Linked DNA regions of Mus musculus: regions 1, 2, 3, 5, 6 and 7 are each linked to region 4. The links are chromatin contacts, called in public Hi-C, HiChIP or PLAC-seq and promoter capture Hi-C maps. All regions are on one chromosome and are shown on one strand. The core of a region is the stretch at or near the end of the contact, and the rest is flanking DNA. Distances in the headings are between cores, read along the strand shown. Region 1 holds the start of Eml2 (echinoderm microtubule associated protein like 2). Region 2 holds the start of Fbxo46 (F-box protein 46). Region 3 holds the start of Opa3 (optic atrophy 3). Region 4 holds the start of Bcl3 (B cell leukemia/lymphoma 3). Region 5 holds the start of Pglyrp1 (peptidoglycan recognition protein 1). Region 6 holds the start of Irf2bp1 (interferon regulatory factor 2 binding protein 1). Region 7 holds the start of Dmpk (dystrophia myotonica-protein kinase).

Region 1 (3,299 bases), core at 56-2,555, 650 kb before region 4:
CAGTCCTGAGGCAGAGGCAGGAGGCTCTACTGAGTTGGAGACTAGTCTGGACTATATATCAAGTTCCAGGACAGCCAAGGTTACATAGTGAGACCCAATCTTTAAAAAGAAAGAAAGGAAGGAAGAAAGAAAAGAAGAGAGAAAGAGAGAAGAGAAGAGAAGAGAAGAGAAGAGAAGAGAAGAGAAAAAGAGAAGAAGAAGAAGAAGAAGAAGAAGAAGAAGAAGAAGAAGAAGAAGAAGAAGAAGAAGAAGAAGAAGAAGAAGAAGAAGAAGAAGAAGAAGAAGAAAAAAAAACTAACATAGGTAGGGATGGAGTCACTGGCCTGTAACTCCAGATTTTGGGAAATGGAGACAGAGCATGAAGGTAAGGAGTTCAAAACTGGCCTAGGCTATATAAGACCCTGATTCAAACAACAACAAAAAACCCAGGTATGGCAGAGCGGGCGCAGGGTAGGGTGTGGGCTGGGCTGGACTATAGAGTAATGTCTTCACTCAAAAATACAAGACAACAAAACAAAGCAAAATGAACCCCGTGGTCTGGGTCATGACTTGGGAAAGGCGGCCCCATCTTTAAATCCATTGTCAGTTTCTGTACCCCCTCCTTCCCTCCTAGTTCCCCAGTTTCCGAGCCTGCTCTGACTGACACCGCCAGCTGGTCCCGGGTTTCACAACTGGGTCTCTGTCAAAATACGGACTGGATAACGCCTTCCTGAGAGAGGAGGATTGTAGGAGCTAATAGCTTCTGTGGATGAAGTGGATTGGAAGGTTAGGGCGGGGCTAATGACTTGAGGGCGGGCTCTAAATTCTGAGGGCGGGGCTAACTCTACTAGAGCGTCTGGTCCAAGGTTCCAGTCCTGAGATGTTCAAGGGGGTGTGGCTATTTGCTCTAGGGGCGGGATTAGAACTTTTGTTGTTTCTAGATTTAGGGGGTGGAGCTAAGAGCCCTGGGGGCGTGTCTAGCTCTAATAAACAAGGAGCGGGGATCCGGCTAGGATACAGGCGCAGGTTATAGAATAACCTGTCATATTTAAGGTTTCAATGTCAAGTTCTGGTCGTGCGAGGGGACTTATGGGAAATCAGATAAAAGATTTAGAGGAGGCTTTCGGGAATAGGAGTGTCTTCTTTCACCCCATCCTCCTTCCAGAGCTGAGGGGCGACGCTTCAGGATGAAAAGCAGGAAGGACCCTGCCCCTTCAAACCCGTCCGCATCCTTATTGGCGGAGGAGCCTGCGCGACAGACTCTCATTGGTTCCTAACGGGAGAGGAGGGTGTAGAGAGAATACACTCAGGTTTGTGGGAGGGACCAGACAGTACCTAGGGGGACCCCGACGCAGCCAATCCTGACCTGAAGACTGTTGCGGGGGTTGGGGGAACGGACAGAGCAGTCTCTCGACACCCTTACAGGGCATCCTAGGGGATGACCCCTGTGCCAGGCTCAGAGCCGGCCGCCTGATGCTGGGTGGGCCGTGCTGGGGATGCTGGAACGAAGGGCGTTGCTATGGCAACGGGAGGCAGGGCCTGGGGGGGGGACCGGGCCCGAGCTGGGGCTGCGGGGGCCGGCGGTGGCTGTGGTGGGGCAATGGCGGAGCGCGGCCCGGCCTTCTGCGGCCTCTACGACACGTCCTCTCTGCTGCAATACTGCAACGGTGAGAGCCCCCTTCCTAGTTCAGACCCTGGCCCCGCCCAGGGTGGACCTACCTCCTCCTGCCCCAACCCTTTTCTTCCAAGTCCTTATCTCCTCCCTTGTGAGAGATTCTCCCTTTCTCCTCATCAACAGGATTCTGACCCCAAAACAAGGTCCTTTATCCCCAAAGTCACGATCCTGCTCCCCCTATCCCAACAAACACCTGCTCCGAAGGTGTCCAGACAGAGGGAAGGGTAAAGATCGTAGAGGAGCCTGTGAGGGAGAGGGCAGACCTGGGGTTGGGGTAGGGAGTCAGCTCGATGTGGAACTCTTTCTGCCCCCTACCTCCTCAGCCCCTTCCCCGGGACCCTTCCCTGTCTTTGGGCATAGCAGGGGGAAATGCTGAATTGAGGGCTGGGCTTGGGAATAGTAAAACAGCAGAAGACTTTCTGTACACTGCACTGTCTTCAGCTTTGCCTCTGCCCCCTCTCCCCACCCCAGGTAGAATCCTCTTCTCCCCTAGACAAATGTGTATGGCGCCAGTAGGGCCATTTTAGTACGAGGGGAGCTGGGCTGGAGGAGTGGAGAGGTAAAGAGACGCGGAGAGTGGACACTGGTCTCTAGGCCAGGAAAACGTCCAGGAGGAAGCCAAGAGCTTGAGTCATGGGGTGGGACCATCAGGCCAAGCAAGGCCTCAGATGAAAGCTGACGACCGTTCAGGGTCAATGTGCCCCCATGTCAATCAGGGGGCCTTGCCAAAGGATCATCTCAGAGTTTGGAGGTCACTCCCTTGGGCACACAAACACTTTGCTAGGGACCCCTAGAGTTGGCAAAGGAACTAGAATGTTATTTAATCCCCCATCTACCTTCTAAAGGTTAAGGACCACAGGGTGTCTCAGGCTAGGCCAAGTATGGGTTCTGGTCCTGAAAGAAAAGCTGTGTCCGAATCAAGTGGCTGGGATCTTCTGGATGACAGTCCTTGATGAGGCCTCTACAGCCATCAGAGTAGAGGGTGGGGGTGGGATAGCTGCCATATTTATTGGTTCATCTTATTTTGGATTTATTAAGCTCATATCATGATGTGGGAAACATGTTAAGTGTGGGGCCTAGCTCTTGTATTTCCAACGGTAACATTATTTACCGGAGGTAGAAAAGGGCTCAAAATAAGGTGGGTTGCTGGCTCCCCTACCCCCTACTGGCTGTGCAGTCCTTGGCTTATCTCTAAACTCCCTGACACCGTCTTCTTCACAGGACCCTGGGACTTCCCGATAGAGGTCTCAAGTCTCTGCAATCTTCTCCCTCCGACCTCGAGAGCCCCCCTCCCCCCTCCTTCTGCAGGTCCAGACACCGAACCTGCGGAGCACTGGGTGGGTGGGGGTAGAGGACGGGGTGGCAGGACAAGGCAGGCGATTGGATCACGGAGGGAGAGGGAGGGGGTGGAACAGGAGGCTGCAGTGCGTGAGTCCAGCGGGCAGGCGCGGCTGGCTTAGTGACGGACACAGGACTCGGGATGGCAAGTGAGACCTCCGAGCCCGCTAGCTGTTCCTGCTACCATCTTTACTTGACACGGGCTGGAAGCCAGGGTCTCCTAGATTGTCTCAGCAATGAGTCTGGGTAGGAGTGGTCTGGAAGGGAGGTGGAGGAGGGCCACTTAGAATCCCCCACCCCCGTGGGA
Region 2 (3,284 bases), core at 715-3,214, 700 kb before region 4:
TCTCCCGTCTTCAGCTTCCAAAAGCCGAGCCTCGAACAGGAGACCCCATGTCTCAAACGCCACTAATAACTTTCCAGAAACCCAGCCTGGATTCCCTCAAACACAAAGTCTACCCTCAAACCGGTCTCGAGCTCTGGGGTCCCTCTCCATCCGACCTAGAGCTCCCTAGGGGGTCACGGCCGCAGGGTGTGACTCTGACGACTCCTCACCATCTCCCCGCTACCTCAAGCCAGCTAGAGCCAGGGCGTCTGCCGCCCCACACCCGTTGGTCACCAGCACTCACCTCAAGATTTGCAATATGGCGTTAAGCCTCGACTTCTGCTTTGGCACTGGGCTCACGCTTCGACAGTCTGAAGGCTCCGGCAGCGGCTCGCGCGGCTCCCGCGGCTCGCGGGGTCCCAGGGATGCAGACCGCGTGCCTCCCGACGCGCAGACCGAGCGAAGAATGGCAGGGCGCGAGGCTGTGGCGCGAAGGCACCAGAGCGCCTGAGGCGAGGCCACGCCCCCTCCACGTTCCCGCCACGCGGTGCCAGGCACGAGCAGAGGAGCGTTGGAAAAGGGCAGTGCGGCGAGTGCGCACGCGCACCCGGGGCAGGGCACGGGCCACAGCTCCGACACGTGCTCCCGCTCCCGCGCTCGCAGCATCAGCCAATCAGCTCTTGCTCCATTACCCGCCCTTTCCTCAGGCCACGCCCTCTGTTTTGCCCCGCCCCCTGACCTATTTACCTCAGACCCCAGCAGGATTTGCCAGGTGTCCGCAAGCGCGAGGTGTCTGTACTCCCCCTGCTGGCCCTCCTGTGTCCCCATCCGACCCTTTCGCTTTAGGGCGCATCTGCTTAAAGACCACTGTGTGTCAAGTACCTTGTTCAGGCGGCTAACTTCGCCACCTTTCCCTGAAACGAGGCTTTGTAGACCCCATGGAAATGCCAGTTCCTGTAGCTGCAAACAAAGTAACCTTTAGTGTCTGAGTGTGGATCCAGTCTTGCTATATAGCCCAGGCTTGCCTACTACTTGTAACCGTTTTGTCTCAGGTCTGTCTGGAACGCAAGGAATGCACTACCTTGTAACTCAGGTTACAAACTACACAATTTATTTTTAAAAAGCATTTTAGTTTTAACTAGGTATACATGTTGGGGGGGTGGGGGGGAGGAATACTGCACGCAGGTGTCCCCAGATGCCAGAGGCATCAGATGCCCCTAGAGCTGGAGTTTTAGACAGGGGCTTCTAGGGGCATCTTCAGGGGCAAATGCAAATTCTCTGCAAGAGCGATGTCTTCCTAACCTCTGAGTAGTCTTTCCAGCTTCATCTTTATTTTTTGACACAGCGTCTCATACCCTTGACCAGGCTAGTCTCAAACTCACAGAGGTACACTAACCTCGGCGTCCAAAATGGTGCGATTAAAAGTGTGTGCCACCACGGCAGATTCAAACCGTACATTTTGGAAATGCTGCCAAGATTCCTGCCCTTCTGGAGGCTCTGTTCTACCTGTGATGTGAACATAGTGCCTGGGCTTTTCCTCACTTCGATATCTTGTTTTCTTTATTTGCCAATTAGGAGGTGGTGGTAGGCAAGTGTGGGGAGTGAGATGAAGGTGAGAAATGGGAGAGAAAGTTTGGGAAAACTCATATATTATTAATTATTTGTCAACTAACATGATAAATCAATAAAGTTGTTCTTCCTAAACTCTTCATCCCTCGCTAACGTCCCTTTGAAGTAGCCTCGATTCTCTTTTCAAGGGCCTCGGGCCAAAATGGAGGCGGCTGGACTCTATTTCCCAGATACCCTCGCGGGAGAATTTTCTGCGCCTGCGTATTTTAGTGTGCCCTTAGCCTCCTGGTAATTAGAGTTTCTGTCTCTCAGCCCGCCTAGTTTGTTTCCTACTCCACCTCCAAGTTACCGTATTGCATCTTGGGAGCTGTAGTCCATGGCCGCCCGTACTCTAATTCCCAGTGGGCTTCGGGGCCAGAACCCGGAAGGGGAGGCTGGAGAGGAGCGAGTGGGGGAAACCCGCGTAGTCGGGAGAGCTGCAGCGCGGGGAGATGGTGAGAGCCCCAAGCTGGGTCCTGCGGGTGCTTGAGAGTATGAGCGGGGTGTTCAGGACTTGGGTTCGAGAGGAAGCAAACTGAGGCTAAAGAAAGGGCTGGGTGTGGGGAGATCACTGTGGGTGGGGATTGAGAGGAACGGGAGCCCGAGGAAGTAGAAGAATGGGGGCTAGGGAGGGGTCTTGGAGGTGGAGAGAGTCGAGCTTTGGAATCAGCTATCAAGGGGATTGGGAGCTGGAGGAGTGAGGCGCGGAGTTGGAGTCCTGGCTGAATAGATCAGAGACCCTGAGTGGGTAATTTCGAGGGAGGTTAGTTAGCCTGGTTATATGGAAAGGCATAGGAGTCCGGGATAAATGAGTGAAGGGAGAGGCTAACCACGGATGCATTGGGTTGGGTTGCGGGATTGCGAGGTGGGGCGGCAAGGCCAGTTGAAGAGATGGGAGGTAGAAGTCATCGATGGTCCAGGTTAGCTTCTAGGACCAGGAGGCGTTGTAGGGTGCGTGAGTTAGGAGCGTGGCTGTCAATATCGTGTCTTAATCTAACCAAAAACTACCAATAAACTGGACAGCCACAGAACTCTGGGTTGATATGACCAGATGGGGTCCATAGAGACAACCTTTAGCACCCTTCTAGCCCCGGTCGTATCTAGATATAGTGGTTTGTGTGGGCAGTCCAGCTTTCAGGTTCCTTATTCTCTTTTGTGACCTGCACAGGTCTCTCTGTAACCCTCTTGTGACCTTATATGTATGGTGAGAACAAGCAGGCCATTCTGAAGATAGCTAAAGGGAGGTTCCATAAAAATTGATATTTTTGTTAGGAAAGTTAAGTCCCAGCGTCAAAGCTGTTGGTGGAAAGCTCCCGTCCCAGGAATGTTGACTGGATTCAAGTTGTTAAAAGATTTCCTATTCTTCAGTCCAGCCCCCCAGACATTTTCTCAAAACCTGACAATAGCCTATGTACACCACAGTTTATGCAGGGGACACCCCCGTCCCCAGCCCTACCCCTTTATTGCTAGCATCTTTTTCTAAGAAATGCCCAGGTTCGGTTTCAGCTGTGTGTGTATTAACTCACTGGATTCAGGCGGTGCCTTAAGTGTAGATCTTCATTTCACAGGAAGCAAGTAGAGGCACGGAGAGTTTAAGCAATCTTCTCCATGTCAGCCAACATTAAATGGTAAATGTACAATTGCAATTTGGGTCAGAATCTGCTTTGGTGGAGACACCCGGCCAGAACAACTGTCAG
Region 3 (3,304 bases), core at 512-3,011, 590 kb before region 4:
TGGGATTTGAACTCAGGACCTTCAGAAGAGCAGTCAGTGCTCTTAACCACTAAGCCATCTCTCCAGCCCTCCTGATTTCTTCCCAGTAGTGGACATCGAACCCAGGGTCTTATAAAAGCTAGGCAGGAGCTTTTACCAAACACAGCTACACTTTGCCTCTTTGATGGACATCTTATTTTATTTTTGTACATTTTATTTTGAGTCAGGACTCACTAAGTTGCCCAGGCTGACCTTGAATTCATTATGTAGTCCAGGCTGACCTAGAACATTCCATCCTCCTGCTTCAGCTTCCTGAGTGCTTCCATGACAGCTGTGTGACACCAGGCCCAGCTGCCACCAATATAAATGAAGCACGGGTCCCCTGATGCGAGGACTTGACCAAAGGCACTGATGGGAAAGTCCGGGGTCCCTTGGCTATGTGTCACCAGTTTTTTCTCTTGATAGCCACGACCCCTCTGCTCCTTTGCCTTCCGGTCCCTTCCCGTCCCCAACTACCCATCCTCACGCCACCATCCAGGAATTTCTCTCAACTAAGTCTTGACTTTGTTTATATGATTTTGCTCCCTGCTGGGTAAGGGAGGACAGTCTGGGACATGTCCTTAAAGTTCCTTCCTGAGCCAGCTCCCTGGGGACCCTTACCCTCCAAAGGAGGAAGTCAGGCTGCTTGAGAACCAGTGATATTAGGCAATGTGGTGGCTGAGAAGCCCCGTGTCACCCCGTTCTTATGGGACCCTCAGTCTTTCACTCGGTTACTTGGGAAAAGGATGGATTAGCTGTAGTGCACATTTGGGCTTTGCGGGACATGCTCTACATGTAGTTACTTCCTGTGTTTTACATTCAGGATTCACACACAAAGCTGACTAGTAGAGCCACTCAGTGAGCATGGCGCAGCGATAGAGTCACCGCCTAACCCCCTCCCCCCTGGGAGGAGCTGGAGTCTTTTGCTCAGTGGTGGAGCCCCCCTCCTAAGATGGGAAATGCCTTGGGGTTCAGAGACACAAGCCTCACAACACAGAAAACACAAGACAGGTACTGTTATGTGTGACATTTTGCTCACGGGGATGCTGACATCAATGCTGGGCCGTGTAGCGCAGGGCTGTGATCCCAGCACCGCACTGCGGCACAGACACAGGAGGATCAGGAGTTCCAAGGACAGCGTAGGCTACACATTGAGTTCGGAGCCAGGCTGGGTTACACGAGACCGGCTTTTAAAAACAATTAGGGGAAAAAAAACAACAACAAAAAAAGAACGAACCGATTTCCTGAAGGGTTGAGTCACTCCTCCAACTTCAGAGAGTGAGTAAAGCGGCAGGTCTGTATGACTACGCGCTGACTCGCTCCCCTCCCCGGCGAGGGCACTAACCGCCGGGAAGGCGCACCCCGACTCTTTAGACTTAATTGGGACTCACCAGGCGCCTCCTATGGGCAGGGAAATCGACTCAGTACGTGACATCACGCAAGACGCGGTGACGTCAGTACGTCGGGACTAGGGCTCCGGCCACGCTCCCACGAGCGGCCGTTTAACGGCACCGCCCTCTGACGCTTCACTTCCGCCGCACATTTGCATACCCAACGTACGGACGTCGAGGCGTCGACGCGGCGACGTCACGAGCGCCCGCCCCCCCCCCAGCAGACAAACACCCTCCCCACCACCTCCGCCGCGAGCGTGCAAACGCACGCTCCTACGTAGGCACGTAGGCAAGTCCTTCCTTACGCAAGCACGCACGGCCCACGGGCGGGTGGGGGAGGAACGGCGAGGTCGGCGGCGCCCCGCCCAGTCAGCAAGGTTGCGCGTGCCCCAGGGCGGCCGCCGAGATGGTGGTGGGCGCGTTCCCCATGGCGAAGCTGTTCTACTTGGGCATCCGGCAGGTTAGCAAGCCGCTGGCCAACCGTATCAAGGATGCTGCCCGCCGCAGCGAGTTCTTCAAGACCTACATCTGCCTACCGCCAGCCCAGCGTGAGTCTCACCCCAAGGCCTCTAGCCCTTCCATTCCCGATCTTTCTAGTTCAGGGGAACGGCGTCTGTGCTTGACCAATCCCGGCGCGAACCGGCAAAACGCTATAGCCAATGAGGATGGCTTCTGCTAGAGGGGCGTGTCACTGACCCAATAGGGAAGAAGGGAGAGCAGTCAGGGGCGTCACCGCGCGAGTTTGGAATGCAAGCCAATAGAGAAGAGGGCTTCTGGCGGTTGACGTCTACACCAGCCAATAGGATGAGGTGTGAGAAACACCAGGGTGGAGCTTATTGTCAGAAGTTAGGGGCGGGACCGAGAAGAAGTCCCCTTAGCGATCCGCTTCGGAGCCATCCTTAAGAGAGACACTTGACTACAGAAACCCCAGTTTGTCCCTCAGTTTCCCTTCGGCCCTGTGGGTGATTTGCGTATCACCCTGGGTTTAGAGCACAGAGCTTGTGCGTTAGTTTTACACTGAGTTAGGGTCGTGATAGTGTTGGAATCTTGCGACCTGGCAAAAGGATGAACCCAGAATGGGCGTCCTTCCGTTTATTTATGAGTTTCCTCACACCGATCCTTTTCGTTCGGTAGCCGCACCGTGCAGGCTTCTTAGCCCGACACTGGGAAAGATACGGTCCTAATATGTCCGCATTATGTCAGGAACTGTAGGCAGACTCGAGTTTAGAGCAGCCGGGTGAGCCAAGGGAGTCTCCTGAGCAAAGACCTCACTTGCTTCGCAAACGCACCAGATGTGTGCTCCTAGAAAAGACTGATCTCTGTAAAGCAGAGACGAGGGGGAAGTCTTTGTAATTTACCGAGAACTACCGTTCATGTTTGTCCAACGCCCCATGTAGCTTATAAATGATATGATGAGTGTTTGTTTTGAGCTGACCCTGCTTATAAAACAACAGGGTCTATCTACGCCAGTACCAGTCTGTCGAACCAAGACTCATACAGTGACAATCTAGATGGGATGGCAGAGCCCACTAGGTACCTGACCTGACATAGAGTACAAAGAGCACTTCCGGGTAGAGGGAATATTCCAACTGAGACTGAAGGGTGAGGAGAATCTCACCAGACCACTGAGGGACATTGTTGGCTCCAAGGGTGGAACATAGGCACTAAGGGGACCCTTGACTTTTCTCCTCCACATGTGTGTTTAATAAGATTCTTGGTCATTTTGGGTTTTGGTGGAGCTTCTGCCTGGGCCAAAGGTCTTGCAGTGGAAATTTTGGGATTTTGAAGCAAGAAATGATGGTATAGACTCACATCCCAGTGTTTGGGAGGTTGAGACAATAGGAACAGGTCAGCTACCTTAAGATACCTGATTGAGTTCAGTCTGGGCTACATGA
Region 4 (3,579 bases), core at 356-2,855:
CCTCCATCCCTCACCTCTAGCCCCCACCCCTCACCTCTAACCCCCACCCCTCACCTCTAGTCCCCACCCCTCACCTCTAACCCCCACCCCTCACCTCTAGCCCCCATCCCTCACCTCTAGCCCCCATCCCTTACCCTAACCTTCATTCCTTATTCCTATTCCTTCCTACATCACATCTCTTCTCTCACAAATGTCTGACCTCCATCTACAGAAAGGACCCTTAAGGGCAGAGAGAGCCCTGTCACCACCCAGCAGGGGACTTCAGTTATAAGATTACACTGTGAGTAATTAGCTGAAGGAATAAATGACAAGCTAATATCTGGGTGTAGGGGATCTGGGGAGTTGGGGCTGTCAGAAAACTTGTCCTTTAGAACCCTTTTGGATGACAACGTTGGGAAGGGTCATTGCACAGATGGGGAAATGGAGGGCAGGGTTCTCATCAGATGGAGAAGGTCTCTTGTTACATAGTGTCCTCCTGCTGGAGCATGATAGGTAGTAGCTGAAGAACCTGGAGGGCCCAGAGACCTCAGCAGCGCTGGGGTATTTAGCAGATAGTAATGTGCCTACTGCAGGTGGATGTCCCTTCCTGGATATAAAAGTTGAAGAGAAAGGTATCCGGTTTCTTGCTGTCTGACCAGCTCTGGGGTTCCCTTTCTAAAGTCCCCCCTTCCCAGGTCCCCGAATCCCTCTCCTTGGACCGAAGCCCTTCAGTTTCTAAATTCCTTGTGTTCCCTCTCTTAGAACCCTCAGTCCCCAAGCCTGCCCCTAGGGCCACCTGACCCAGGGACACTTGTGAGTGCTCACAACTAGCCTGCAGAATGCAGTCACTATCGCCCTAAGACCTCGGTTCCCAGGATTTTAACCTACCGTATCAGCCTCCTTGGATCCTGGGTCCATTTCTATTCATCTCCCCATATCTGCTTACCAGAACCCCAGTTTCCAAGGTCCGAGTGACGATTATTCATAGTTCTGAACATCTGGTCTCTCCCAACCAGATATTCTGCGTCTCTGGAGTGTCTTGGGATCCCATATCTGCGACACTGGACGCTGTCTTCTGACCCCCATTCCCCAAGGCCATTTGACCCTTGGGCACCTGCCTGGGTGAACTTCTTGGCACGCCCATGGCTGAGCTCCAGGGCCTCTCAACCTCTTTCCTAGCTGTCTTTGGGTCATCAACTTGCACCCTGGAGTCCCAGCTACCAGGAACCCCAACTATTTGTGTCCTGTGTTCTGCTGACCTTAGGTGGCCCCCACCCGGCCCTGACTTTCATGGGGGAGGCCACTCACCCTGGTAGTAAAGGGCCTCCGGCCTGGCCACACAGTGGGGGGGCCCAGGGACAACCGGGACGTCGCAGCCGCTGCGCAGGGCGTCCAGGGGTCCAGCGGGGCTGCGCGTGGTTGCGGGCTCTGGGGACGCGGGGCGCAGCGGGCGTTTGCGGAGTGGCAGCGCGGCGCCCGGGGTGCCCTTGGGCCGGGTGCGCAGGTCCACGGGCCCCTCGTCCATGGCCCCCGCGGGGCATCGGGGCATCGGGCCGCCCGGAGACGCCGGGGCGTGCGGCGAGCTCGGCACGGGAAGGCGGTCTCGCCGGGCAGCGGGACTTCCCCTGCCGCCGACTGAACTGAAGGGACTTTTGTCAGTCGGGGCGGCGCCCGCCTCCCGCCTCCCCGCCCCCGGGCCCCCGGGGCCACCCGTCCGCCCCAGGGGTTTCCTGGACCCGCGTCTCGGAGGCGGAGCTCCTGGTCCCCACCCGCCACTCTGCTCATTGTGCCTCTGGCCGGGAGCTCTGTCTGGGTCTGAGTCCTTGAGATTCTCACATCTTCTGTCTGTCTCTCGCTTTGTTAGACTGGAGCTCCTGTAGCCCAGGCTAGTCTCGAACTCACTATGTAGTAGAGGGTGGTCTTGAACTTCTGTTCCTCCTGTTTCAACCTCCTGAGTGCTGAAATGACACTTGCACTACTGTGCCTTGATCTATTTGTCTGTCTGTCTATCTATCTATCTATCTATCTATCTATCTATCTATCTATCTATCTATCTATCTATCTTTCCAGCCAGCCAGCCTGCCTTCCTTCCTTCCTTCCTTTCTTTTTTTCTTGGACCATGGATCGAAGGCTAGCCTTAAATTTGCTGTGTAGCGGAAGATGACCTTGAACTCCTGATCCTCCCTCCTCTACCTCCCATCTCGCCTGGGACACCATAACCGGCAAACGTTTCTGTTGGCTGGTGGGGGGGGGGGGAGGCTCCTGCGTGCTAGGGATCCATACTTCTAAGCCCCTCCCCCAAATCCCCCATCTCTGAATCTCTTGGCTGTGTCTGGCGATCGCTTCTACTTTTGTGAGCACCTTCCCCTCCCACTGGTCCCATCTTTCCTTTAGTATTTCTGACTCTTTCAGCCATCTCCCTTAGTGCCAACTCTGAAGTCCTTAGAGGCCACAGGGTTGCTAGGGCATGGGTCTGAATCCTGAGTCCTACTTCCTCTTGGGTGACCTTGGCCATGCACTTCTCCCTCTGAGCCGTTTCCTTTTTGCAATGCTGGAGCCTAGGAGCTTGTGCACTTGAGCGATCTCCCAGCCCTCTTTGCGTTCCGTTTTAAGACTAAGCTGTTCGGACTGGCTTTGCCTTTGTTCTGTAGCCCAGGATGGCTTAGAACCTGAATCTTCCTGTCTGAGGTGGGATGCAGGTCTGCACCATCAGGGTGAGCCCAGACTCACTCTTTGTGCGAGAGAAAAGCCCAGCCCAAGGCAGAGACTGGTTCTTGGCAGAAAGTAGCCACCCTCTGCCTTCCTCATGCCTCCTAACTCGCAGGGCACAGGATAGCTAGGGGTGCAGGAGAGCTCTGAATGTGTCTCCTTGCCAGGTCCCTGCACCCAGCCAGAGGCCTCAAAGAACGAAACGCCAATGAATCCCAGATGCAGAGAGAGAGAGGAGATTTGGAGACAGATCCTGAGAGATGCAAGTGTAGATAGGGAGAGTTAAGAGTTTGGACCAGCAGGCCTCACTTAGGGCTCAAGGCCAGACAACTGTGGGGGTTGGGGGGTGTAGGTTGACTCCCTCAGCTTTCCCCACTTCCCTTCCCACCCCAAGGAGGGGCTGGCTGGTGGGGAACAGGCCGGGCTGGTTGGGGCCCTGACTCAAACCCGCTGGAGCCGGGGAGGCGGGGCAGAGGCTCCGCCTCCTCCGGGTCCGCCCCGGGGCGGGGCAGCAGCTCGGGGCTTTCCCGGACATCCCGGGAGGTGGAGCACACACTGGGGTTGAGTCCAGGTCACTGAGTCACAGGGAGGCGGAGGGGGGCGGGGCGGCTTTGTAGACTTAGAGAGGCAGGGGAATAGCACCGCATGGCAAACCTGCTCAGAGGATTCTCAGGGTTCTCTGGTTCTTTCTCTGGATGTTCATGTGTCTCTACAAACCTGGCCCTGCATTCTGTTCCCTGACTCCTTTTTTTTTTCCAGGCAAGGAGACTCTCTTTAGCCCAGGCTGGCCACGAACTAGGGGCGATCTTCTTGCCTCTGCCTCTGTGCTGAAATTACAGGTGAGAGTCACCACCTCCATTTTTCTGTCCCTTTTTGTCCCTGTGCCCTCCG
Region 5 (3,150 bases), core at 34-2,533, 940 kb before region 4:
TAGAATCCCCCAGTGAGGGGCTGGGGCATAGGTCAGTAGTAAAGTGCTTACCTTCCAAGCACAGGCCCTGAGTTCCATCTGTAGCATGACCATAAATAAATAAATAAATAAATAAATAAATAAATAAATAAATAAATAAATAAATTTATTTACTTTTGAGCAAACAGATTTACTGAAGATCCCTGGAGAATGTGAGAGGCCCCAAGGGAGGAATACCCAAATCCATTCAAAGTGAAAGCAAAGAGCAAGGCTGTCTGTCCTGAATCCCCATGTGTGGTGAGAGGCATGGGAATGGGAGTCTGACTGGGACAGAAGCCCAGGGACAGCTCTCCACAAGACCTGAATGAATGTGACCCTCTGCACCCAGTGTCACTTCTCTCCAGAGCAGAACTGCGATGGTCACCATGCAAACAGGAGCTGGCCTGAAGGTGTAGTAGTGACACATGACACAATGTGCCAGACATCCAAGGGCTGAAACCCAGTTCTCTCTGATCAACTCTGGGGGTCAGAAGCCCTGTTACCAACTCCATACTGCAGTCACACAAACGGGCACCAAGAGGTTAAGAAGTTAGTGTGGGCTCACACAGTAGAAAATGGCTGGAGTTCGGATGCAGGCACCCTGGCTGATTCAGACACTGGACAGGAAGCACTACTGCCTGCCGTTTCTTGGGAAGCGACTTCCAGTCTCCAAACATTTTCCTCTGCTGTGCAATGGGCATCCACACACTTAGCCTCCTGTCCTGCCCCGTAGGGTTGAGCATCCTCAGACTTGGACCCTGTGGGATCTGCAGCCAGGTGCAGAGGCTGTGCACACCTGTAACTTCAGTACTTGGGGTGTGGAGACAAGAGGAGCAGGAGCTGAAGGTCATCCTTGGCTAAACAGAGTTCAAAGTCATCCTAAGCTATGTGAGACACTCATACAGGAATACATTCTTAAAAGGAACTTTTGTTAGCCCCACCTGCAGGAAGTAAGTTTGTGCCAAAGCCCTGGGCCCCTTACCTATGCAAGTTCCTGTTAGGTTACACCATCCCCCACTGAGATCTAAGCCTTGGAAACCCCAGGAAACAACTGAATGTCCAGTCCTTTGTGCCCTTCCTGATGAGAGAGCCTCTCTCCCCACCTACTGACACTTAGCAAAGGCTCCATCACGGCCCCACCTCTGGTTAAAGGAGGAAGCTGGGTCTGGGTCGGAAAGTCCCGCCCAGGTGTGAAGCAAGCCCTTCCTCTGCCCACACCCTTCACCATGCCCAGAAGATAAAGTACACAGGATGAGGGCCAGCTCATACACAGCCCTGCAGTCCTGTGCGGCACGTCCAGCATGTTGTTTGCCTGTGCTCTCCTTGCCCTCCTGGGTCTGGCAACCTCCTGCAGTTTCATCGTGCCCCGCAGTGAGTGGAGGGCCCTGCCATCCGAGTGCTCTAGCCGCCTGGGGCACCCAGTTCGCTACGTGGTGATCTCACACACAGCCGGCAGCTTCTGCAACAGCCCGGACTCCTGTGAACAGCAGGCCCGCAATGTGCAGCATTACCACAAGAATGAGCTGGGCTGGTGCGATGTAGCCTACAAGTGAGTATGGAGTGGGCTGAAGGAGGTCGACCACACCTTCCAACCCTCCTGGTGCTGGATCTGCAATCTCCTGTGGGTGCTGAGGCTTTCTCCCCTGTAAGAGGGGACAGGAGCTGCTTCACATACAAGGTGACTTTCATATGTATCTTTCCTAAAGGCCTAGGCCTTGCCAGGACAACACCAGGCTGAGCCTTGCACCAAGTGAGTGGGCATATTGCAAGGCAGGACCAGGGAAACAGATGCTCAGGGCCCAGCTTCCTCTTCTGCAAAGGTCAACGGTATTATGGCCCCTAATACCCAATACCCAGGAAACTGGCTAGCATATGGCAGGAGCCCCAAAGCTATGGGCTAATGTCTCCTGTGTGCCAGAGTTCTAGATGGGAGCATTGCTTGAAGCATATCACGATAGCCCTGTGTGCATAAAGACAGAAAAAGATGTGTTTGGGGTGGACCAAGAACCCACTGGCTCCGTGTGTAAAGGTGTTTCCTAGCAAGTACAACAACCTGAGTTCTAACTCAGGCAGAAGGAGAAAACTGACTATTGATGGACTGATGGTGTCCGTGACACCTACGCATGCATCACATACACGCATCTCTCACTCACACACACATACACACACACACACACACACACACACACACACATGCTTTAGGGGGGAGGGCTTTGATAGGCACAGTATTGATGCCTGTAATCCCAGCAGTTGGAAGGATAAGGAAAGAGGATTGCAAAAAAAAAAAAAAAAAAAAAAAAAGAGGATTGCTGTGAGTTCAAGGCTACCCTGGGCTTCTCAGCAAAATCTTATCTCCAATAAGGGTGGATGGAGGTGGGGGGAAATAGGTGAGAGAGATGTCAGATCCCTAGGTAAGGGACGGCTTCCTGTGGCTTTGATGTGGCTCTAGAAGAGGCAGAAGGAAGCTAGGGATTGGGGTGTCCGGCACAGAGGCAAGTCCTAGGAGGTTCCTTCAGCCAAAGATGGGGTGGGAAGGGAGGGAGGGGGCACGGACGCAAAGGTCATGGTGAGTATTGCGGTCAAACAGTATCCACACAGAAGGTTCTGGGTGAGGGACAGGCATAGATCGACCCAGGTGTTAGTAGGCTCCCACTGGCTGGCCACAAAGGTCTGCTTAGATTGATCCGTCACACCTGCTTTTCAGTGTCACAGGCCGGGGTGTCATACCTGGGCCTGTTTGAACCCTATGACTTCTAAGGCTGCGCTAAGAGCCAGTTGCCTGCAGAATCGACTGGAAATGCCAGTGCCCATAAGACTGCTCTCTCTGCCAAGCACCTGAGGGTCAGAAGCCATCCCACCTGAGAGGGTTTTTGTTTCTGTTTGTTTTTCGGTTTTTCGAGACAGGGTTTCTCTGTATAGCCCTGGCTGTCCTGGAACTCACTCTGTAGACCAGGCTGGCCTCGAACTCAGAAATCCGCCTGCCTCTGCCTCCCGAGTGCTGGGATTAAAGGCGTGCACCACCATCGCCGGCCCCACCTGAGAGTTTAATCATTCTAAGGCTCCAGCATCAAAGCCCCTCCCCTAGATTGAAGTGGGGTAGGGAAGGCTGAACTGGGGCCACAGCTTTCAGCC
Region 6 (3,495 bases), core at 321-2,820, 820 kb before region 4:
AATAGAAAGCCAGGGCTGCTGTGACTACTCTGGGGTGGGGGTGAGAAAACCACCAAGCCTCCACTAAGTGCAAACCTGGAAGAACGCAAAGAAGACACTGGGGGGGGGGGGGGGAATTGAGACCACCAGCGGGGATCCAGGCCAAGTGAGGGGAAAGGGCTGATGTGAGCTAGGTCCTGGAGACATATGTCGCTTCTCCTAGCTCCCCCCACCCCCCCAAAAAAGCTAAAAACATGGGGTGCCCACAGCCGATTGGGCCCACCAGGCCATTAAGCACTTGGAGGTTTGGGGTTGCCCTTCCCAGCAATCTCCTCTTGGCTTCCTCATTCCAAATATAAGAGTAATAAGAGCCCCCTAACCTGGGGGGTGGGGGTGGAGGGAGAGGGCGAAATTCCCTGCTAGCAAGGGGGGGGGGCAAGAATCGGGAAGGCCTTCCCCCCCCAAGCTTCCAAGCAGAGGAAGTACGTCAGTGCGTCCATCTCGCAGAGCATTTTGGGAATTGTAGTGAAATTGGAGGTGTACCGAGAAGCCAACTCTGTAACCCTTTAGAGACCAAATACGTGCACAGCTGGAGCAGAATTGGCAGGCTCAGAGAACGTTCTTTAGCAGATGAGGAAACTAAGGCAGCCGCCTGGCTCGGAAGCCTACAGTCTTATCATCCTGTAGCCTCTGGGCCGCCCTTGAGGCTAGTACCTAAGACACTGGGAAGGACAAACTGCCAAGTAGACACTACTCTCCAAGAGTTGCCTGAAACCATCCCCTTGAAACCGTCCAATCAGAGCCTCTCCGCCCCAATTCCCCCAAAGCTGCTGCCTTTCTAACCGGTTATTGGCCCTTCTTGAAGGGGCGGGATTCTAAGAGAGGGCAAGACTCTTCTAGAACTGCTCAGCAAATCAGAGCAGAAACTGCTTTCCGGCTTCTGGGTATGGTGTCGGGACTGTAAACCCACAAGGAGGCTGAAGCAGGGAGATTGCAGCAAGTTTGAGGCCAGCCTAGACTACATAGGCTAGCCTTCTAGGCCAACCTGAGCTAAAGAATAAATCTAAGTCTTAAGAAAGAAAGAGGGGGGGCTGGTGAGATGGCTCAGTGGGTAAGAGCACCCGACTGCTCTTCCGAAGGTCAGGAGTTCAAATCCCAGCAACCACATGGTGGCTCACAACCATCCGTAACGAGATCTGACTCCCTCTTCTGGAGTGTCTGAGGACAGCTGCAGTGTACTTACATATAATAAATAAATAAATAAATAAATCTAAAAAAAAAAAAAAAAGATTGTTTAAAAAAAAAAAAAAGAAAGAAAGAGGGGGCGGGGAAAGGGGGGAAATTGCATCCACAGCAACTTGGCCACCCGAGCATTTATGAAACCATTACCCACTCCATGGACCCTGTGTGCGAACCCCAGCTTCCTGGCGAGGCACAGTGAAAATTAAGCACCCAGACCAGCGCGCGCCCTCTTTTCCCGCCACTGCTTTCTACCCAGTCCCCTTTAAGAAGCAGCCCCGACGGGACTACATTTCCCAGAAGGCTTTGCCCGCGCGTTATGTAACTTTCCCTGCGAAGCGGCCTCTGGGGCAGAAGAAGGAGGTGGAGGCGACGGCGGCCGTTGCAGCGGCGTCGGCGGCGCGAGCGGAGCGGCGGGAGCCTGGGGCGGCGGCGCCCGAGGCCCATCGAGGAGCTGGAGCTGTGCATCGCGGCTCACGGCGCGGACCGGACGGGGGCGCCGACGTGCGTGCTCGTGGCTTGCCTTTTCCACCGGAGGCGGGAGTGAGAGAGAGAGGAAAAAAAAGGCTGAGGGCCCAGGGGGCGGGGAAGGGGGGCCGGGCCTGAATCCGGCGGGGAGGCCGAGCCCGAGGCCGGATTGAGCGGCTCGCGCGCCCGTCCCGGGGCACGGCGGAGCGAACGTGGGCGGCGGGTGCACAGCAGGGGCACCTGGCGGCGTTCCGGGGGGCGCCATGGCGTCCGTGCAAGCGTCCCGCCGCCAGTGGTGCTACCTGTGCGACCTGCCCAAGATGCCGTGGGCCATGGTGTGGGACTTCAGCGAGGCTGTGTGCCGCGGGTGCGTGAATTTCGAGGGCGCGGACCGCATCGAGCTGCTCATCGACGCCGCCCGCCAGCTCAAGCGCAGCCACGTGCTCCCCGAGGGCCGCTCGCCCGGACCCCCGGCTCTCAAGCACCCGACTTCCAAGGACCTAGCCTCCACGGGCTCCCAGGGCTCCCAGTTGCCACCCCCGCAGGCCCAGGCGCAGCCATCGGGGACCGGCGGTAGCGTCTCAGGCCCGGACCGCTATGACAGGGCTACTTCATCCAGCCGCCTGGCGCTGCCTTCGCCGGCTTTGGAGTACACCCTGGGGTCCCGCTTGGCCAACGGGCTGGGCCGCGAGGAGGCCGTGGCGGAAGGGGCACGCAGGGCTTTGCTTGGCTCCATCCCCAGCTTGATGCCCCCCGGGCTGCTGGCAGCTGCAGTGTCTGGCCTTGGAGGCCGAGCTCTGACGCTGGCACCTGGCTTAAGCCCCGCTCGTCCACTTTTCGGCTCCGATTTCGAGAAGGAGAAGCAGCAGAGGAATGCGGACTGCTTGGCAGAACTGAACGAGGCCATGCGGGGCCGGGCGGAGGAGTGGCATGGGCGTCCCAAGGCTGTAAGGGAACAGCTACTGGCTCTGTCCGCCTGTGCCCCTTTCAATGTTCGATTCAAGAAGGACCACGGGCTGGTGGGACGGGTGTTCGCCTTTGATGCCACTGCCCGCCCTCCGGGCTATGAGTTCGAGCTGAAGCTCTTCACCGAATACCCCTGTGGTTCTGGCAATGTTTACGCGGGGGTCCTTGCAGTGGCTCGCCAGATGTTTCATGATGCTCTTCGAGAGCCAGGGAAGGCCCTGGCCTCATCGGGCTTCAAGTACCTCGAGTATGAACGGCGCCATGGTTCAGGGGAATGGCGCCAGTTAGGAGAGCTGCTTACGGATGGGGTCCGCAGCTTCCGAGAGCCTGCTCCTGCGGAGGCCCTGCCCCAGCAGTACCCAGAACCGGCCCCTGCTGCTCTGTGTGGCCCACCTCCAAGAGCCCCATCCCGAAACCTGGCGCCCACTCCACGCCGTCGCAAAGCATCCCCTGAGCCCGAGGGCGAGACAGCTGGGAAGATGACCACGGAGGAGCAGCAACAGCGGCACTGGGTGGCGCCAGGCGGTCCATACTCTTCAGAGACCCCTGGTGTGCCCTCACCTATTGCTGCCCTCAAGAATGTGGCCGAGGCTCTGGGCCACTCACCCAAGGACCCTGGTGGGGGTGGAGGCTCTGTCCGCGCAGGGGGTGCTAGCCCCGCGGCTTCCTCCACAACCCAACCACCGGCCCAGCATCGTTTGGTGGCACGCAATGGAGAGGCAGAAGTCAGCCCCACTGCCGGGGCTGAAGCTGTCAGCGGGGGTGGTAGCGGCACAGGGGCGACCCCTGGAGCCCCCTTGTGCTGTACCCTGTGCAGAGAAAGGCTGGAAGACACCCACTTCG
Region 7 (3,187 bases), core at 469-2,968, 740 kb before region 4:
AGGACAGCAGCTTTAGGCCTGGGGGGCAGATCCCAGCTGGGGCAGCAGCTCCAAGGCCTTTGGGTGGCTCCTTCTCCGGGTTCTGGCAGAAGCCCAGGTGCTGTCTAATCCACCTTTCTCCTCTTGTTCTCCCCAGGGCATCTCCTCCCAACCAGGCAGCTCCCCCAGTGGCACTGTGGTGTGAAATGTGGATGTCCCATGTTCCCGGCCTCCTAGCCATAACCCTCCCCGCTGACCTCAAGAATCACTGTATTAACAAGACTAATCATGATGGAAGGACTGCTCCAAGCCCCACGCTGCACACATACTGGGGGTCCCCTAGGTTGGCCCAGCCATGGGGATGTAGTGTCCTGTGTGGCCTTGGCCCTGTCCTCCACCCACTGCCAAGTACAATGACCTGTTCTCTGAAACATCAGTGTTAACCATATCCCTGTCCCAGCATGTGACTGTTCACTCCTGGGAGAGACTTAGCCCACAGTACCCCTGGGTGAGAGGGCAGGGCAGGGGCCATCCCCACTCCTGCCCAAACTCCACCCCTTGCTATGGTCTGTGATTTTGAAAGTGTTAAATTATGGAAGCCCTGAGGGCCCTCCTTGTTCCCCTGGACCTCTTATTTATACTAAAGTCCTTGTTTGCACAGTGTTTCTGTTCCCTGGGGCAGGGTAGGGTGGGGGTTGCAGTACTTGGCCTCCAAGCTGTGCTCTGACCAAAGGAAGCCCAATCTTAGCTGTTTCCCCATCCCTAGCCCCGAGCAGAGAGCCCTCTGAAAGATGAGTCTCGACCCCCAAAGTCAAGAGGCTGAGATGGCCTTCCTACTAGGTCCTTGGAGATGTTTGAAACTTGTTTTAAACACCAGGACTATCCAAGCATGCTCTCCTTGGGGAGAGGAGGATGCTGGAATTGACTGCACTCCCTGCCTCCTCTGAACATGCCTTTGCAGTCTGCTGCCCCTGGCCCATTTATGACTGGCCATCTAGTGCCAGCTGGAGGTCATGATTTCCTCCCCAGAGAACTGGCCACCCTAGAAAGAAGCTAACTTGTCGCCTGGCTTGCTGTCCAGGCAGCTCCGCCCTCAACCCCTAAAATGTTTCTGTCTCTAATCCTAGCCCAGGCAGGAATGTGGCTGCCCCGGCCTGTGGCCAAGGAGCTATTTTGGGGTTCTCTTTTGCTTAAGGAGGGCCTGGATCCACCACTTGCCTCCCCCAGGCTGGGGCCAGCAGGTCACCCCTGGCCCTGGCGGCTGAGCAAACTCTCTCCTGATCTTCCTTCTACCTCCTGCCAAAAAATGGGGGGGCGGGTAATACAGCAGGCACAGGGGCTAAATTTAACTGTCCCAAAGTCGGAATCCATTGCTGAGTCACGAAGAAGCTGCCCCTGGCCTTTGCCCCCCCCACTACCCCCTCACCCCCTGTTGCCCAGGCATCAGCCCTTTCCCCCAACCCCTCCCAGCTCTGAGTCTATAGACTGGCTCTCCTGGGCACTGACACCTCCCACCTGTAACTCCCTGTGCTCTCTTTATGGGTGGGTAGAGTCAATGGGGGGGGGCAACCCTGGAGTATTACTCTGTCCCCTGACATTGGGCTCTGAAGAGTTTTGAGGGGCCCTGGAAGAAGGGAGTTGGGGTGTTGGCTCAGGAGGGGTTAAAAACTGGGAGGCGGGAGGGGGGCTGGGCCAAGGGGTGGAGAAAAGAGGAGGAGGCCTTAAGCATAGAACTGGCCAGAGAGACCCAAGGGATAGTCAGGGACGGGCAGACATGCAGCTAGGGTTCTGGGGCCTGGACAGGGGCAGCCAGGCCCTGTGACGGGAAGACCCCGAGCTCCGGCCCGGGGAGGGGCCATGGTGTTGCCTGCCCAACATGTCAGCCGAAGTGCGGCTGAGGCAGCTCCAGCAGCTGGTGCTGGACCCAGGCTTCCTGGGACTGGAGCCCCTGCTCGACCTTCTCCTGGGCGTCCACCAGGAGCTGGGTGCCTCTCACCTAGCCCAGGACAAGTATGTGGCCGACTTCTTGCAGTGGGGTGAGTATGGATAGGAAGCCTGGGGTTGGGTGCAAGGCAGAGGTGGGTCTACAGGGCAAGAATGGGCTATGGAGGGGCAGGAGGGCCTGGAAAGGGCTTTTTGTAAGGGAGCCAAGCAGAGCTCATGACCTGACCCCAAGCTCCCCTGGTGAGGCACCAGGGTCAGTGAGGCCACCTATGACTCAGCCAGTGCAGGCTGGGGTGGGCATAGCCTCCTGCTATCTCAGCACCCACACTAGGACCTGGCAGCTTTCTCTTTTAGGACCCTTGGCTCCTCAAACTGGCTTCATAGCCCTCCCCAGTTTCCCAGAGTGTGGGGAGGGACAGCGTGGGGCAGCTGCCAGGGTGTGGCCCATAGGCAGGTGTTTGGCGTCTGCCTCCCCAGCTGCCCTGACAGGTGTCCAGGAGCTATGAGGGCACTGTGACTCACAGAGGCCCTGGGGGAGAACCAGCCCGGCAGACAGGCGCCACCGAGCACCCTTTCTGTTCCCCAAATTAAGAGGAAGGAACAACTTCAGCTTCTGAGTGTGCCCATCCCTAGCACTCTGATCCCGCCCAGCCTTTGTGGGCCAGATTGGTCATCCCTCCTGGCTTCTCATCTGCTTTTGTGGTTCTAGCTCAAGACCTCTAATTCCTCTGCTGACTTAAATGCCCTTCCCCAGAGGTCTTCTCAGGCCTAGTGGACAAGCTTGGAGCCTTATCTGCTCCTGCCCAACATTGAGCCAAAGCTCCAGCTTACCCCAGCTTCCTTACAAGTAACGACCTGTTTTGTTGCTCTGTGCCTATTATTAAGGGTCCAGGTCTTGATTCTTGGCTGTCTGCCCATGTGTGTGACCCTAGTGCATTCTCCCCTCCTCCCCCGTTTCACAGATGGAAAGGTTGAGGCCATCGGTTAGACTGCTAAGCCTGTGAAAGACTTTTTCTCCTCTCCAGTCTTTAGTGTCTCCCTCAACCTTTCTTTTGAAGGATGGGGTTTGGGCTGGCAGGGTAAACTGAGAACTGGGGTGGGGGCAGGGGGTCTGACCCTCTGGGAAGGAGCAGTCCTTTTGTGGCCTGAGCAGCATCCTGTGGGCCCCTCCCCTGCCAGGCCTGGGCGGGGGAGGGGGCCTGGGTTCCCGCTGCCTTAAAAGGGCTCAACGCCTTGGCTCTCTCCTCCTCCCCACCCCCCAGCC

Evidence for each region. A called contact is a pair of places that touch in the nucleus more often than the background predicts. HiChIP or PLAC-seq counts read pairs in DNA pulled down with a chosen protein or histone mark. Capture Hi-C pulls out chosen DNA fragments and counts their contacts.
Region 1: a contact with region 4 is called in an H3K27ac HiChIP or PLAC-seq map of bone marrow-derived dendritic cells, with 2.8 times the contacts expected there. The contact joins the promoter of Eml2 here to the promoter of Bcl3 in region 4. A contact is called at or near these places in 1 of 39 promoter capture datasets (maxillary cranial neural crest) and 1 of 115 datasets of contacts at active chromatin or transcription factors (bone marrow-derived dendritic cells).
Region 2: a promoter capture Hi-C map of pancreatic islet shows a contact between it and region 4. The contact joins the promoter of Fbxo46 here to the promoter of Bcl3 in region 4. A contact is called at or near these places in 1 of 115 datasets of contacts at active chromatin or transcription factors (pancreatic cancer cells) and 1 of 9 other capture datasets (pancreatic islet).
Region 3: an H3K27ac HiChIP or PLAC-seq map of embryonic stem cells shows a contact between it and region 4, with 7 read pairs. The contact joins the promoter of Opa3 here to the promoter of Bcl3 in region 4. A contact is called at or near these places in 1 of 484 Hi-C or Micro-C datasets (B cells), 5 of 115 datasets of contacts at active chromatin or transcription factors (bone marrow-derived dendritic cells, bone marrow-derived macrophages, embryonic stem cells and 2 more) and 1 of 9 other capture datasets (adipose tissue).
Region 5: a Hi-C map of neutrophils shows a contact between it and region 4, with 4 times the contacts expected there. The contact joins the promoter of Pglyrp1 here to the promoter of Bcl3 in region 4. A contact is called at or near these places in 4 of 39 promoter capture datasets (cranial neural crest, hippocampal neurons, liver and 1 more) and 1 of 484 Hi-C or Micro-C datasets (neutrophils).
Region 6: a contact with region 4 is called in a Hi-C map of muscle stem cells, with 2.4 times the contacts expected there. The contact joins the promoter of Irf2bp1 here to the promoter of Bcl3 in region 4. A contact is called at or near these places in 2 of 484 Hi-C or Micro-C datasets (the G1E-ER4 cell line and muscle stem cells), 2 of 115 datasets of contacts at active chromatin or transcription factors (memory CD8 T cells and pancreatic cancer cells) and 2 of 9 other capture datasets (adipose tissue and liver).
Region 7: a promoter capture Hi-C map of liver shows a contact between it and region 4. The contact joins the promoter of Dmpk here to the promoter of Bcl3 in region 4. A contact is called at or near these places in 6 of 39 promoter capture datasets (the C10 cell line, frontonasal cranial neural crest, liver and 2 more), 2 of 115 datasets of contacts at active chromatin or transcription factors (bone marrow-derived dendritic cells and pancreatic cancer cells) and 2 of 9 other capture datasets (liver and macrophages).

Annotation. Positions count from the first base shown.
Region 1 is chr7:19,175,116-19,178,414 of GRCm38.p6, forward strand. It overlaps Eml2 (echinoderm microtubule associated protein like 2), which reads left to right and starts at 1,306. Exons shown (of 22, transcript NM_001347582.1): 1 at 1,306-1,646. The coding sequence starts at 1,499.
Region 2 is chr7:19,117,895-19,121,178 of GRCm38.p6, forward strand. Fbxo46 (F-box protein 46) reads left to right here and starts at 1,965. Exons shown (of 2, transcript NM_175530.3): 1 at 1,965-2,042. Bhmg1 (basic helix-loop-helix and HMG-box containing 1) reads right to left here and starts at 450. Exons shown (of 13, transcript NM_001370811.1): 1 at 284-450.
Region 3 is chr7:19,226,628-19,229,931 of GRCm38.p6, forward strand. Opa3 (optic atrophy 3) reads left to right here and starts at 1,762. Exons shown (of 2, transcript NM_207525.3): 1 at 1,762-1,957. The coding sequence starts at 1,816.
Region 4 is chr7:19,821,150-19,824,728 of GRCm38.p6, forward strand. It overlaps Bcl3 (B cell leukemia/lymphoma 3), which reads right to left and starts at 1,606. Exons shown (of 9, transcript NM_033601.3): 1 at 1,288-1,606. The coding sequence starts at 1,528.
Region 5 is chr7:18,883,407-18,886,556 of GRCm38.p6, forward strand. Pglyrp1 (peptidoglycan recognition protein 1) reads left to right here and starts at 1,284. Exons shown (of 3, transcript NM_009402.2): 1 at 1,284-1,567. The coding sequence starts at 1,320.
Region 6 is chr7:19,002,488-19,005,982 of GRCm38.p6, forward strand. It overlaps Irf2bp1 (interferon regulatory factor 2 binding protein 1), which reads left to right and starts at 1,571. Exons shown (of 1, transcript NM_178757.4): 1 at 1,571-3,495. The coding sequence starts at 1,950.
Region 7 is chr7:19,082,140-19,085,326 of GRCm38.p6, forward strand. Dmpk (dystrophia myotonica-protein kinase) reads left to right here and starts at 1,719. Exons shown (of 15, transcript NM_001379257.1): 1 at 1,719-2,015. The coding sequence starts at 1,856. Dmwd (dystrophia myotonica-containing WD repeat motif) reads left to right here. Exons shown (of 5, transcript NM_010058.2): 5 at 137-636. The coding sequence ends at 184.